2 separate regions of the Mus musculus genome follow, and region 2 is linked to region 1. Evidence: chromatin contacts called from public Hi-C data. All regions are on one chromosome and are shown on one strand. The core of a region is the stretch at or near the end of the contact, and the rest is flanking DNA. Distances in the headings are between cores, read along the strand shown. Region 1 overlaps Cdk6 (cyclin-dependent kinase 6). Region 2 has its middle 12 kb from the start of Mterf1b.

The links. A called contact is a pair of places that touch in the nucleus more often than the background predicts.
Region 2: a Hi-C map of the G1E-ER4 cell line shows a contact between it and region 1, with 8 times the contacts expected there. The contact joins two enhancer-like sites.

What each region holds. Positions count from the first base shown.
Region 1 is chr5:3,355,180-3,361,759 of GRCm38.p6, forward strand. All of the region lies in intron 2 of Cdk6 (cyclin-dependent kinase 6), which reads left to right. Among named protein-coding and RNA genes, the nearest start is that of Cdk6, 15 kb to the left of the region's middle. Within about 2 kb of position 4,117, at least 51 of the 459 cell types and tissues checked have an H3K27ac peak or open chromatin away from gene starts, as enhancers often do. A contact at or near this core is called in the G1E-ER4 cell line, where this site is marked.
Region 2 is chr5:4,176,432-4,183,463 of GRCm38.p6, forward strand. No RefSeq gene overlaps it. Among named protein-coding and RNA genes, the nearest start is that of Mterf1b, 12 kb to the right of the region's middle. Within about 2 kb of position 5,635, at least 2 of the 459 cell types and tissues checked have an H3K27ac peak or open chromatin away from gene starts, as enhancers often do. A contact at or near this core is called in the G1E-ER4 cell line, where this site is marked.

The sequences.
Region 1 (6,580 bases), core at 2,867-5,366:
AAACGTATTCACAACTAAAATTATTTCCTCAATACTCAATTTATCTATCTTTCACGTTGGAGGTCATTATCTTTTCGCCGATCTAGAATGTGCACCGAACTCTAGTATGCAGTGAGTGTGTGAGTGTGTGCGCGCGCACATGTGAGTGCATTCCTGTAGCTGGGCTTCTTTCTTTCATTTGAGCGCTGTCTGAGAGAGGTTGGAGGCGGACAGTTGCAGTGAGTCTGCCACTTTGCAGTTCCGTTGCCTGCTTTAATGGGTGAAGAATGGTCATAGCCTGAGAACTGCTTGGTCCTCAAAGGACATTTCTCTCCGTGTAGCACTTCCTAAATTTGTTATGTTGGAGGAAGGGTGAACCAAGGAAGGCGTCCACCAACTTTATTTACCAGGAGCAGCCTCTAGGACGTAGGTGGTCCCAGAGCTCTGTGCTTGCCCTGTGTACCCCACCTTCTTATAACGTGAGAGACTGTATTGTCTTCTGGAACAAGCATCGTCTCATTCTGTTAATGCCCATTGCACCTAGCTGTCTGAAGTCCTTGTCATTCTGGTAGGTCTCACACTATGAATGTGCTGTGTCCACGCCAACAGCTGGTAACTGTAACACGTGAGAGACAGCATGACATCATCTTGGGGATGTTGGCCAACTGATTTTTTTTCCTAAGGGAAACAAAACTAGAAAACTTAAGAGGCATAATTAACTATACATTAATTCACTGCAGGAATTTCCCATGTCTGATGATTTAAAAGAATAAATTCTGCATGCAAACAAATCATTACCAACTCAACCGCAGCTTGCGGTGACCCCAGGTTTACTCACTGTGCTGTGTTTTTGGTGGAGACGGGAAGTGAGAAAGCTAGGCCTTTCTTTCTCAGTGAAGTCTCAACCAGTCTTTCAACCAGTTTCTCATTTAGGCTTTATCGCCAGCGTAAATGACTCAAGGTATCTATTGCTGCCTAGCTGTTTTTAAAGGGGAATTCCCCCTCCCCACATTCTCACCTCCCTAAAATAGCTAATTCTATACTGGAAATTTCGGTACTTTGTTGGGAGTTTGTGAAGTCAGCACATTTCTGGAAGCTCCCTGGGAATGTACTTCTGAGCAGCAGTGATGCCTTTGTCTCCCGTCTCCACAGCCCGCTCAGCTCAGCCCTGTAAAGACAGAATTCTATTGCTATTTCCCCCTTACATTTGATGTGGTAGTTTGCATACAGCTGCAGGGTAGACAGTTACCTTTGAAAGGAACATTTGGCCACTCTAATTTGATTAAAGAAAAACCACCTCAATCATTTCTAGACTGAGACCGTTTTCATTTTAACTTGGCAGGAAGAGTCAGGAATGTCCTCGGCGCGCTTAGATAAGTAGGAGAGGCTGGGAGGAGCAGGAGCAACGGCTTGAGTGAAGGAAGCCTTGATACGATTTGGTTTTTAGAGACAAGCAGTGTTGCAGGATTGATTCTGTCTCTCTTCCTCTCCCAGCTTGATGCATCCTTGATTCTCTCACCTCCTTCTCCTTTGCACGATGGCTTACTTGGTGATTCTGATAAATCAATGGGTTCTGGCAGTTATACCTTGCCACTCTAAAGCAGTTTAGTACTCGGAGTCCTTATAGATAGACACCCTGTCCATTTTTACATAGTACTGAGATCCCAGATCTCAATTTTTACTGTGAAACACATTGGCTTTCTTTGCCACTGTTGGGGGAAGCCTGGAAGAATTTTGAATAACAGATCTAGGTTGAGAGTTTGGTTGTAGCTTAAACTGAAGACATTTACCCTCACCGCAGCCTGCGCTAGATACCTCTGTCCCAGCTGCAGACCTGTTCTCAAGCTAGATGTTGTGATGGATCATTAGTATAGTAGTTCAGAATCTATCCTGTAGATTGCCGGTCAACTTCATATGTATGTATGCATGCATGATGGGAAATAATTGAGTGAGTCGTTCGTATCTGTAGGCAAGCTGAGGGACTTGTTCTTATAAAAGCCATGCTCCTGTGAAGGGCGTCCCAGTTAATACATGTGAGTGTGGAGAGAACATAAGAAGCCCTGGCAATAACAGATAATGTTATTATTCCATCACTGACTACTATTGATTGCCTAGGAGTGGAGATCAGATGTGTGGATTCACATTTTGATTCTACATGACTATAATACATTAGGAGCCTTTTCTCTCTCTCTGAGCTGCAGATTACTCGCTCTCGAGAATACATGTTAGGTTTCTGTAGTCATATGATAGAACACATTAGGTTTCTGGAGTAAGGGGCTTTATTCTTAGCAAGTAATGAGTTGCAAGGCTGTTGCTTGCTCCTCTTAGCACAGTGTTCTGGTGGCATCCCCCCTCCCTTTTATGGAATTGCTTTTATGAAGAATTACACTTTGGCATAGTGCAGTAGTAGTGAAATCTTTCTCATTTCAGGTTTTCTTCTGTTGTTCATAGCCTAAGTGACAAACAGGGATTCAAATCCACCAAAATTAGTGAGTGTGTTTGATGAAACACACGGGAGCTAGGCTAACGTCCAGAATTTATTTTTCAAAAATTATGTAATAGGGCCGGAGAGACGATTGTGCAAGTGGTTGAGAACACTGGCTACTCTTCCAGAGAACCTAAGTTCAATTCCAAGTCACAACCATTTTGGCATTCATATGCTGCATATGCATATATGTAGGCTAAACTCTTGTGTGTGCGTGTGCGTGTGTGTGTGTATGTGTGTGTGCAATAAAAATACTACTACTACTAACAACAACTATATAATGAACACCAGGTTTAGTGATGTAAGCCTTCAATTTTAGCACTGTTGGGGGGGGGGGCAGATCTGGAATTCAGAAGTAGCCAGGGCTACATGGTGAGAAGCAGAGTCAGTCAGATATCCTCCATACACACATCTACTAAATGCCTCCTTTCGTTTCTGTCTTGACTACTGTACTGTTCTTACAGCAACAAGAAAGCACGCTAGATTAGGATTATTATTCTCATTTTACAGGTAAAGTCAGAATTTACATTTCTAGAACACAAATTGCAACTCTAGGGTATTATTTCCTATCGATTATTCTAATGTTGCAAGCATTTTAATCATTTAAGGATCATTTGGATTTGACTCTTGAAGGTTTGGCCAATTAAGTGAATATAAACTGCCCACTGATACAGGTATACCAAGTTTTTGAGGCAGATGTCATTCCATGGTCTGTTGCTGAAAACTAGAGGTAAAGTAATTTAATTTTGACAAATTATTTTTGTCATCTATTTTTGACATACATTTTTGGTGCTGGCAGTTGCACCCAGGGTCTCTTAACACATAAACAGTCATAGCTTGCACGGAAGAGAATGGCTCCTTGTCAGAGCCTTCAGACTGTGTCAGACCCTGTGCCAAATGGCTATCTCCCACGTGAAGACCTGTTATAAAGCTAGAAGATCTGAGAACTCCCTAGTGTATTTATTCTGTTGATTATGGACTGGCATCGACTTCCTGTGTGTGTGTGTGTGTGTATGGATTATGGAAAATAATTGGGTATCTATGTGTACAAATGGAGACTATGTATTCTGTATTTTATGTATTTTGTATTCTGTATTCTGTAGGCAGTTTGTTTTACTAGATGTGTATAGGCCATCTCTGGATGGAACTGGTACTCCAAATCTGCTGGGCCTGTATTCAGCACTCTGTAGTGTGCGGTGAGCAAGTGGGAAGCAGAAGAGTGTGGCAGGGTAGAGGAAGGAGGCTCACCTTTGAGTCTGGCATCAGAAGTGCTGACAGTTGGGTGGTATATGCTCTTGATGAGTCAGCACTTCCTGGTTTCCCTTTCCAGCCACGCTGGCTAATGGCATCAGATGACTTTGGTCCAAGCTGAGGCTTTCTCAGAATCAAATTTAAATTTAAAAAAGAAAAAGAAGAAGGAGAAGAACAAAATGTGCCATCTCTTTTTCTCTGTTTTTGATTACTTGGTACTAGGATAAACTATTCTATTGAGCACAGCACCAGATACTGTGTGTTCTTAAATTCTCAGCTTAAGGAAGTAGACTTGGCCCTGAACTCTAAGTAAATATATCTTTACCTCTTGGGACAGCCCTGCTTTTAGTTCACTTGGTTTTTATTGTTTCTGTGCAAACTAATAACAGACAAAAGCGGAAGGAAACAGAACTCAAACATCTACAGGGTTTGCTACGTCAGCTTTATCAAAGGCTCAGTAAGTAGTGACACAGCAAGCAGAGGAAATGGTGGATCTGCTTCATGATCCCATGTCATTTTCCAACTGGTCCAGATTAGGCCCACTGTTGTGAGAGAAGTCAGCGGCTTTTACTCCTTAGCTTTGTACTTCAGACTAGGCAAAAAAAAAAAAAAAAAAAAGAAAAGAAAAGAAAAGAGAGAAGAGAAGAGAAGAGAAGAGAAGAGAAGAGAAGAGAAGAGAAGAGAAGAGAAGAGAAGAGAAGAGAAGAGAAGAGAAGAGGAAAGAAAAACCTGCTAGACCCTGTGTTAATGGTAGCACAGATGGTTTTTAACAGAAAACTTCCCAACTCTGGTTCCCTTGAGTTTGTTTTTCCAAGTTTGTTATTTCATCAGTTTCAGAACATAGCTGACAGTTTCTCTGTGTTGATATTTGTTTAAAATACACGAAAACTATTTTAAGCGTCTGGATATTTTGTTCCTTCGGAAACATATTTTTATTAAAGAGAGTGCTTAGTGGTTTACAATGAAGAAATTAGTGATATTATAGCAAAACTGTGGCCATCTCACTTTCTTTTCCTGTGGCTGTGATAAAATACCCCGACAAAAGCAGCTTAAGGAAGGGCAGATCAGTTGGTTTGAACTCGAATGCAGTTCAAGATACAGTCCGTCTTGGAGCTGAAGTCAAGGCGACAGGAACTGTAGAGGTTGTTCACACCGTATCCATAATGAGAAAACAGAGGAGCAAATGCAAGCTTGCTAGTGCTCCTCCTACTGTCTGTGCGTCCTACTGTCCAGGATCCCATGCACTGAGAATAGCCAGGCCTCTGTTTAGATGGGACTTCCCCATATCAACCAGTGTCACCAAGGCATTCTCCCACCGGCATATCCAGAGGCCCATCTCTCAGGTGATTCTAAATTCTGTCAAGCTGACAATGAGTACCAGCCATAAGCCATCACAATGGCCATATTTAAAAAGCCAGGAGTACTATTAAATGTATTTATGTTTTCATCTTTCCTAAGTAGGAAGAATGTCTGACCCTTTAACTGCTTGCTAATAAGCAAAAGCAAAACCCCTACAGAAAAGCCCTCATCTTTTTGCACACAGAATTCAAATGAAAAGATAGCATTGAGGTAGAATCACATTACATAATCATTCTGAAAATATGTGGTAAATATGTAGTCCTTTGAATGTCTTTCACTCAGAAACATACTTTTATTTATTGTACTGGTCATACTGGCTGGAAATGGATTATTATTATAACAGGAGGTAAAGGCAGACGTCTTATAACCCTAGTTTGTTCTATCAGAATACCTGCTGATTGCACAGTCAAGCATGTAAGCCAAGTTCTAGAAGGTACTGAGAGTTGTATGGTTTGGACATACCCAGGACGCTGCCGTACATCATTTGGATAATTGTAACTTACGAATAGGGCTCTCTGAAACATCACAAGTGACATAAAGGGTATAAGGTTAGTGTGCGACATATACAAAACAAAAGTCTCACCGTGTGAGCGGTCAGAGAGGCTGCTGTAGGGATCTGAAAGTCAGGAGTGTGTGCCTAAAACTACAAGCTTTCTGAGGCTGGGCCACTCCGAAAATGGACGTTTTGATTAGTTTTCTTTGGCATGCTGATTTGGTGAGCCTTCTGTTTGTTGAGCTGTAGTAGAAAACATCTTAATCACAGAAACAAAGATACTGTAAGAGGTAAAAGTCATCAAAGAACTAGAATAAGATAAAATAAAATTTAAGGCCAAAACTCCTAACTGATTGGTTTTTACCATGAAGAGGATGATACTTGTAGACTTATTTTTATTTGAATCCCAGTAAAATGGCAGTTTTAATGAGGTGCCCACTGTGAATCATAAGACATAAAACTCTCACCTGGCTCTCTGCAGGCCTGTTCATGGTAGGTGGAAGAAGGCTGCTATGCCTATTTGGGCAAACAAAGTCAATTATGATTTGATTATAATATCTCACTGTTTGAATCCACCTGTGGACAGAAAAGTTAAGAGGTTGGGATAGCCATATTAGAGGTTCAGTGAACATCTCTAGAGGGGTTCTGGGTGTGTCTCAGAACAGAATCGAGCACTGTCTGTGAATTTGGAAGAGATAACTTCAAGGGACAGAGTTTATTAGTTTGCTCTGCCTGCTGAACAGAAGATTCAGGCTTTTGTCTTGCAGCTTGGGTTCTTCTCTACTCTGCATTAGTGTGGTCTCACATACAGATGCACATGTATGTGCGTCTACCCCACTGGAGTGCGTGTTATGGTAGTACGAATCGCTCTAGAGCACCTTCAGACACTGCAGTGCCTCTGTTCTGCTCCAGGGGAGGACTGCCAGCCTCTGGGTGGGATGTGGGGGAGTCCCTGCAGCCCTCCTTTGGGTCAGCTGCTTATTTTCATGTGCTAATTGTGTAAGGCTTTTCTC
Region 2 (7,032 bases), core at 4,385-6,884, 820 kb after region 1:
CTTTCACAAACTATGGGTAGTGACAAGAATAATACAGCAGTTGCTAAATGTAAGGAGAGATTGCAAGGAGTCATAGAATACAGTTGAGCCAAAGTAAAATCTGTCTAGTCCATTGTGATTTCTCTGTGGGTAGCTGCAAATTACTCATAGCCTTTGATAATGAAAATGAAACTGAGAGTGCTACAACCTCTCCAGTTCACTATTAGGTGGACTTAACTCTGCTTGATTCAGGAAGGAAGGTAGCATAGCAGTGGGGGCACACGAAGACTCCACAGATGGGCTGCCTGGGTTCAAATTGTACTTATGTCTCCCATGAGCTGTGTGGCCTTGGGCAAATGACTTAGCTCCCCATGCTTCTGCTGGCTCACTTGAATCGGGTGTAATTCGAGGACCTCCTTCATGAGGACCTCGGAGTATTAAAGTCACAAAGCCCTTGGAGTCATGCCTTGCACATAGCAAGCTCTGCAACGATGTCTCAATACAAATTTGAAATATCTCTAACTTTTGAGTTTCGCTTTCCTGGGACTTAGAACTTGCCTAACTTGCTTTTGTGAGTCAGTTGCAGTAAGACTACAACATCCTCTACCTTTGGTGAGAGAGAAGAGATCCTATCTCAGGGGTCAGGATGTTCTCAGCAGTTAACTGGAGCAATTAACCACAAGCAACTATCTACAAGACACTTGAAAATGGGACCAGTAGCCTTGGCCCCAAAGCCCTAAGGAGGAGTCCCTGAGTCTAGATGGATATGTTACTGTTATCCACCTGTGAAAGGAAGAAAATACTGACAAACCCTACACTCCAATATACACACAGTCTCCCTAGTTGAAAAGTGATTTGTTTTGCCTCAAAAGCTACTGATGCATTGTGCAAACCGCACTCTCAGGTGTTTAGCAGCTGAGTCTGGGAACTCTATGATCACTGCAAGAAGCAGGCAGCGCATTCATTGCCACTGTGCTTCAGTGAACCCTGTGAGACCATCTAGCAGAGAATTTCAGGTTCAGCAGCCCCTTCTTCACCCCATATATGAAGATGCGATCAAATACAGGGCAAGACAAAGTCGGCTGCACTGGATTTTCACACGTTTGCTTGCCACAGCCGCCAGGTTCCCCTGGGCCCCATCAATTATTACTTGGTTCTGCCTGGATGGTGCTTGTAAACTCCTCAAGGTGTGCTCCTGGGCAGTTGTGTGCACTTGAGATTTCCCTTTCTGATCCTTCCTTGGCTGTCTCTGGACCCACACTGATTTGCAGGGAAAACAGATGAAAATTTCATGACATTTAGATTTTTAAAAGCACATGGTGGCAGCTCAGTGGGTTTGCTTACCTCGGATTAAAACCTATTAATGCTCAGGCACTTTCCTCTCTGGTGAGATGCATTTCTGACTTGCAGAGAGTTTCATTACAGCTCAGGGGCATAACTGATGCTACGCAAGCCATTAAGAATGAGTTTTCAAGAATACAAAAAAAGAAACCTTTGTAGGCGAGGGCCAATTTGTTTCGAAGGCGACACTCTGGGAGAGCCTTCACAAAGAGTCGAGCATTATCTCAGATTCAAGCCATGCACTTTCTCTCCTATTTTTAAATACCAAATAGAGAATGGAGAGAGTTATTTCTTTGTGACAGCGGCTTTGGTTCCTGCCCTTATTTTCTGCCATTAGAGCTCCAGTTAAGCTGTGTGAATTGTCCTGGGTAGTTTTTTCAGGGTGCAGGGAAGCAGCTGTTGTTTTCAGGGAGGAGGGATTGGGGGAACTCCACAAATCTCTGTATCGTGTCTCTAAGAGTCATCATATTCTCCTTGCCTCTTTTCTTTGTTATTCAAAATATCGCTACTATTAAAGTCACAGAGCTATTGGGGGAAATATATTAAGTATAATGTTTTAAGTGAAAATTAGTACAATTCTTTTTGCTGTCAATGCATGTTTGTTTGCTATTTATCATCTTCAGAATATTTTGCTGTTCTTCACTATTGATTACAATTCATTTTAATTTTAACTAATCTTATTGTTTTTGATTTGCCTTAGCTGCAAACTAAGACAAATACCTCTGGATGGGGGTTGTCTGTTTCAACAACGGTGACATCTGGCGCTGGATATTTCTTTGGGGTGGAAACTGTCCTGTTTGCCTGGGACCCCAATGGAGAAAGTAGGGCAAGGACTGAAGAAGCTGAAGGGGTTTGGAACCCCATAGGAAGAACAACAAAGCTACCAACCCGACCTCCCAGAGCTCCCAGGGAATAAACCACCAACCAAAGAGTACCCATGGAGGGACCCATGGCTCCAGCTGGATATATAGCAGAGGATGGCCTTGTCAGGCATCACTAGGAGGGGAGACCCTCGTTCCTGTGGAGGCTCAATGACTCAGGGTAGGGGAGTGCTAGGGTCCTGAGCCATGAGTGGGTGAGCAGGTGGTGGAGCACCCTCATAGAGGCAGGGGGAGGGGGAGGGGATAGAGGGTTTGTGGAGGGGAAACTGGGAATAGGGATAACCAATAAAAAAAAAAAAGACTTTTCATAGACATTTGACTTATACTGTTTGAAGCCAGCATCCCTTCCTGTGACCCATTTTCAATGCCCAGAAACATCTACAGACTTTGCCAAATCTCCCAAGGTCACAAAATCACTGCTCTGAGGTGTATGAAGCAGGTCCTGTCTACAGTCGCATTTATTGTACTGCAATTGGAGAACAGCAAGAACAATTCAGCTAGTGCAGCAGAAGGAACCAGTGGGCAGAGTCTAAGAAAGTATCACAGGTGTTGACAGGATTGGGAGCTATAATGATCACTAAAAGCCAAGACTGCGATTGTATCAGTTCCTTTCGGTGTCATTGCGATGAATATTCAACTGAAACAAAGGAAGAATAAGCATTACAGTTTCAAAGGGAATGCAGTCCACCATAGCTGGGAAGCAATGGAATTGTTCACGGAGACACAGCACATAGGAGAAATACCTTGTATCCTGGCCAACCAGGAGGCAGAGAGTGATCCTAGAACCTGGGCTGGTGCAACTGTCTAAGGATACCTTTAGTGATCTACTTCTTCCTGTTAGGTCCACTTTCAAAGGGCACCATTGTCTTTAAATGAGTTTGAGGAAGTACATCGGCTCTCTCACATGAGGTTCTGCCCACAAACCTAGCACCATCCATTGGCTTAGAGAACAGATAGAAGCAGAAGAAGCAGTCGTTCCACTGGCACAGGTTTGTCCTCCCTCTCTCTGCTCCTGGTTACCATGCTGTAAAACACCGTTCTGCTTTGCATTCTCCGTCATGAGACTTCTGCCTCTTTCTCACCACCGGTCCACAAACAATGGGACCGAGTGACTGGACTGAAACAAGGAAGGAAGATAAGTTTCCTTGCTGTGTTGTCTTCCTAAGGTATGTCATCATATGACAAAAAGCTAACACATCATTTACCACTCGGTTAAGCTTGTATCGGCGACTAGCATTAGCTTCTTTACAAATGGAAACATGGTAGTTAGGTTCCAGTTAAAAGCCATGTATTCTGACTCCAGAACTTGCATTCTGTAAACTCTCTTCCAACCTCTATATTTCTGAGATGAAAAAGGCTGGGTGAGTGTGCTGATTCCTTTGGGCTGGTGGGTAATTGAGAGGGGTTCTTAACTCAAGTTTACAGAAACATAGAAGACACCCCAGAAGAGGAAGCACACAGTCTTAAAGATGGGAACCTGAGACATATACAACAAATGAATGAACTGAAACATATTTTACTGATATTTTTCTTTTTTAAAAATTTTCCACATTTTTATTGGTTATTTTATTTATTTACACTTCAAATGTTATCACACTTCCCACTTTCCCCTCCAGAAACTCCCTCCCTATTCCCCCTCACCCTGCTTCTGTGAGGGTGCTCCCCCATCCATCCACCCACTCACTCCTGCCTCAGTGCCCTGAGTTCCCCTATATTGGGTCAGTGAGACTCCACAGGCCCAGGGGCTCCCCTCCCACTGATGCCAGATTAGGCCATTTGCTGCTGCATATTCAGCTGGAGCCATGGGTCCCCCCATGTGTACTCTGTGGTTGGTGGTTTAGTCCCAGGGGGTTTGGGGAGGTCTGGTTGGTTGATATTGTTGTTCTTCCTATGGGGTTGCAAACCCCTTCAGCTCCTCCAGTCCTTCCCCTAACTCTTCCATTGGGGTCTCTGCACTCAGTTTCATGTTTGGCTGTGAGCATCCACATCTGTATTTGTCAGGCTCTGGCAGAGCCTCTCAGGAGACAGCTATACTAGGGTCCTGTCAGCACGCTCTTGTTGGCATCAGCAATTGTGGCTGTGTTTGGTGTCTGCAGATGGGTGGATCCCTAGGTGGGGCAGTCTCTGAATGGCCTTTCCTTTAGTCTCTGCTCCATTCTTTGTCCCTGTATTTCCTTTTGACAGGAGGAATTCTGGATTATTATTTTTGAGGTGGTGGGTGGCCCAATCCTTCATCCAGGGGCAGTGCCTATCCACTGGATATGGTCTCTACAGGTTCTATCTCACCTTTGTTGGATAATTTGGCTATTCTCTTCTCTGTTGGGTCCTGGGACATTTTTCTGATCTTATTCAGAGAATAAATCATGTTTTCGAGAGATCGTCTCACGATACCTGGTGACCTGCTTTCATGCTCAGAATGCACAGGGTAAAGGAAGAGAACAGCCTCCCCATAGGTATCCACAGCACCCCACGCACCCAGAACCATATAGGCATGCAAAACAAATAAATAAGTGTGATTAAAAAAATAACTCTAAAATTCTATTTGGTCCAAGAGTTCTCACATAAAGGATAAAATCAAATTTGTTCTTGAGACACAAGAGTCAACCTGTGACATAGTCACTGTCTATTTACCATTGCATTCTGTAACATCCCACATTACCCAGGGGCCCATCTTCCAGCCACAGTGAACCACTTGATCTTTGATGGACACAGGTCTTCTATCCACTTCCCAACTCTCAGCCTCTGACTTTACTATGAACAGTCCTGCTCAGGAGGCCCAGCCTGCATTCTCCTCTGAAAGTACTCACTGACCACACGGTGCAGGTCAGCATTTTTTCTCAACGCTCATAGGTAGGATGTAAGTCTCTGTCTTCCCATGCCTGCATCATGTCAATTGTTTCCAAATGTCTTGTAACTCACTAGACTGTAAACTCTTGGAGAAGGAGCCTTTGAGACACCTTCTTTCCTCCGTTTCCTGGAGCTCACTCAGAACTGCTAAGTGACTGAGTGATTCCTCAGGACTCTGAAGGTCTGAGGCCAGGGATAAGCACCCAGATCCAGCTTTAGCCACCCGCCTCTTTATCGCAAGGCTCACACCTCTCTCCACCGGAAGTGTTCTTACACCAAACTATGACAGTATCTTCTGTCACTACTGTCACTGCTACTGATATGTTTATGTGATCACTTTTTTTTTACAGCCATAAGACAAACTGGTATCAAATACTGGTTACTCCAGATAGAAGAAAGTGGTTTCTGTATCTAATTTAAGGCATGTTGAACACTTGAACTGGTAACGATATCTCCATCTCAAAGGATCAACACATATATATTTCTACCCCATGATATGAATTTCTACAGATTTTTCTTCATATATTATTTCATTTCTCTTATTTTTATATTTCATTTTTTCTATGGCATCTGCTGATCCCAAGTAGTTATGTCTGCCAAAGCAAACTGATAACCACTCATGAATACCATTTTGCAAAAGAAACAGCTTAGCATCAGCCCAGACACGGTCTTCAATTAAGGAATAGTTATTCAAATAGAATAAATTTAGTTTTATGTAAACTATAGGCTAGTTCCATGCCTAAGGAGACTCCCCATGCTAAAGCCACATGTTCTTCCACACTCTTAATGCTTGGATTAAGAACTTAAGCTTGAGAACTGGAGAAATGGCTCAGGAAGTAAAGACCCTTGATTTACAAGTCTGGTGACCTGAGAACCCATGGAAAGGTGGAAAGCGAGAACCAACCCCACAGAGTTGTCCTCTGGCCTGCATGAGCACACTATGTCTCATGTTCTAACACACACATATCATGCACATACAAGAAAAAGAATAATAACTAAAAATTGTTAAAAGAACGAACTCACGTGTTCTCTAGGACCAACCACAGCCTGCCAGGCTTTGCGTCTCAGTGGTACCTGCATCTCATGTCTCTATGACCTCAGACTCAGGAGAGATTTAACAGGCCAACTGTTTCCCCAAAGGCAGAGAGCCTTAGTGTGGGTTGGTCCCTAATTTCATCATTCCCTTTACTTATCTAAGGCTTAACAGACCCTCTTCTAAGCTTCACCCCTGTTCTTGCTCACAGGGTTCTGGTTCAGGTTAGTCTCACCCTCTGTACCTAGAGCTCCTTATAGTAGGAGTGTTTGTCTATCTCAATTTTCTTTCCTCAGGAATAGTAACACAGTAGGAATTTAATCTGTTGAACATAAATGACCCCTCATAATAGAGAAATGGGCTCACTATATTAATGGGAGGAAGAGAGCTCAATATGCATTTTGCAGAATAATTGTGTTAATAAGATGGCAATCATTTTGAAGCAGTTATTAAGTTCTTGAGTCTTATTTTCATGAACAGGTAAACAATTTCAGTATCTAGTGCTCTCTATTTCTAGCTGATGTAACAAATCAACAGTGAGAGAGATCATATGCTCCCAAAGACACCGTTGACCTGCCCTAAAAACAGGGGACATAGAGCTCCGCAAATTACATCGCCAGCTAAACATTTCTCAGTCCGTTAGAGATGGTACATTTTTAACGTTGGACAGTACCACTGATTAGTACATCATCAGATAATATATATTTAATATGTAAATGGGGTAATTTTGGCAGAGTAATCAGTGCCCAGGTTTCTGAAACTGGAACAATAATCCTGAGCACTCTGCTTAGAGGCTGCGGAGAGGAGAGAGGAGAGGAGAGAAGGAAGCAACAGGCTTCAATGATGCTCCTTGCCATGACACACCTGCAGACACAGCCTGCCCCAGCCTTTCATGCAAGCTCCTCAGACACACTCCGCTGGACCAGAGACTGTCCAGACCTGCTGTTTTCT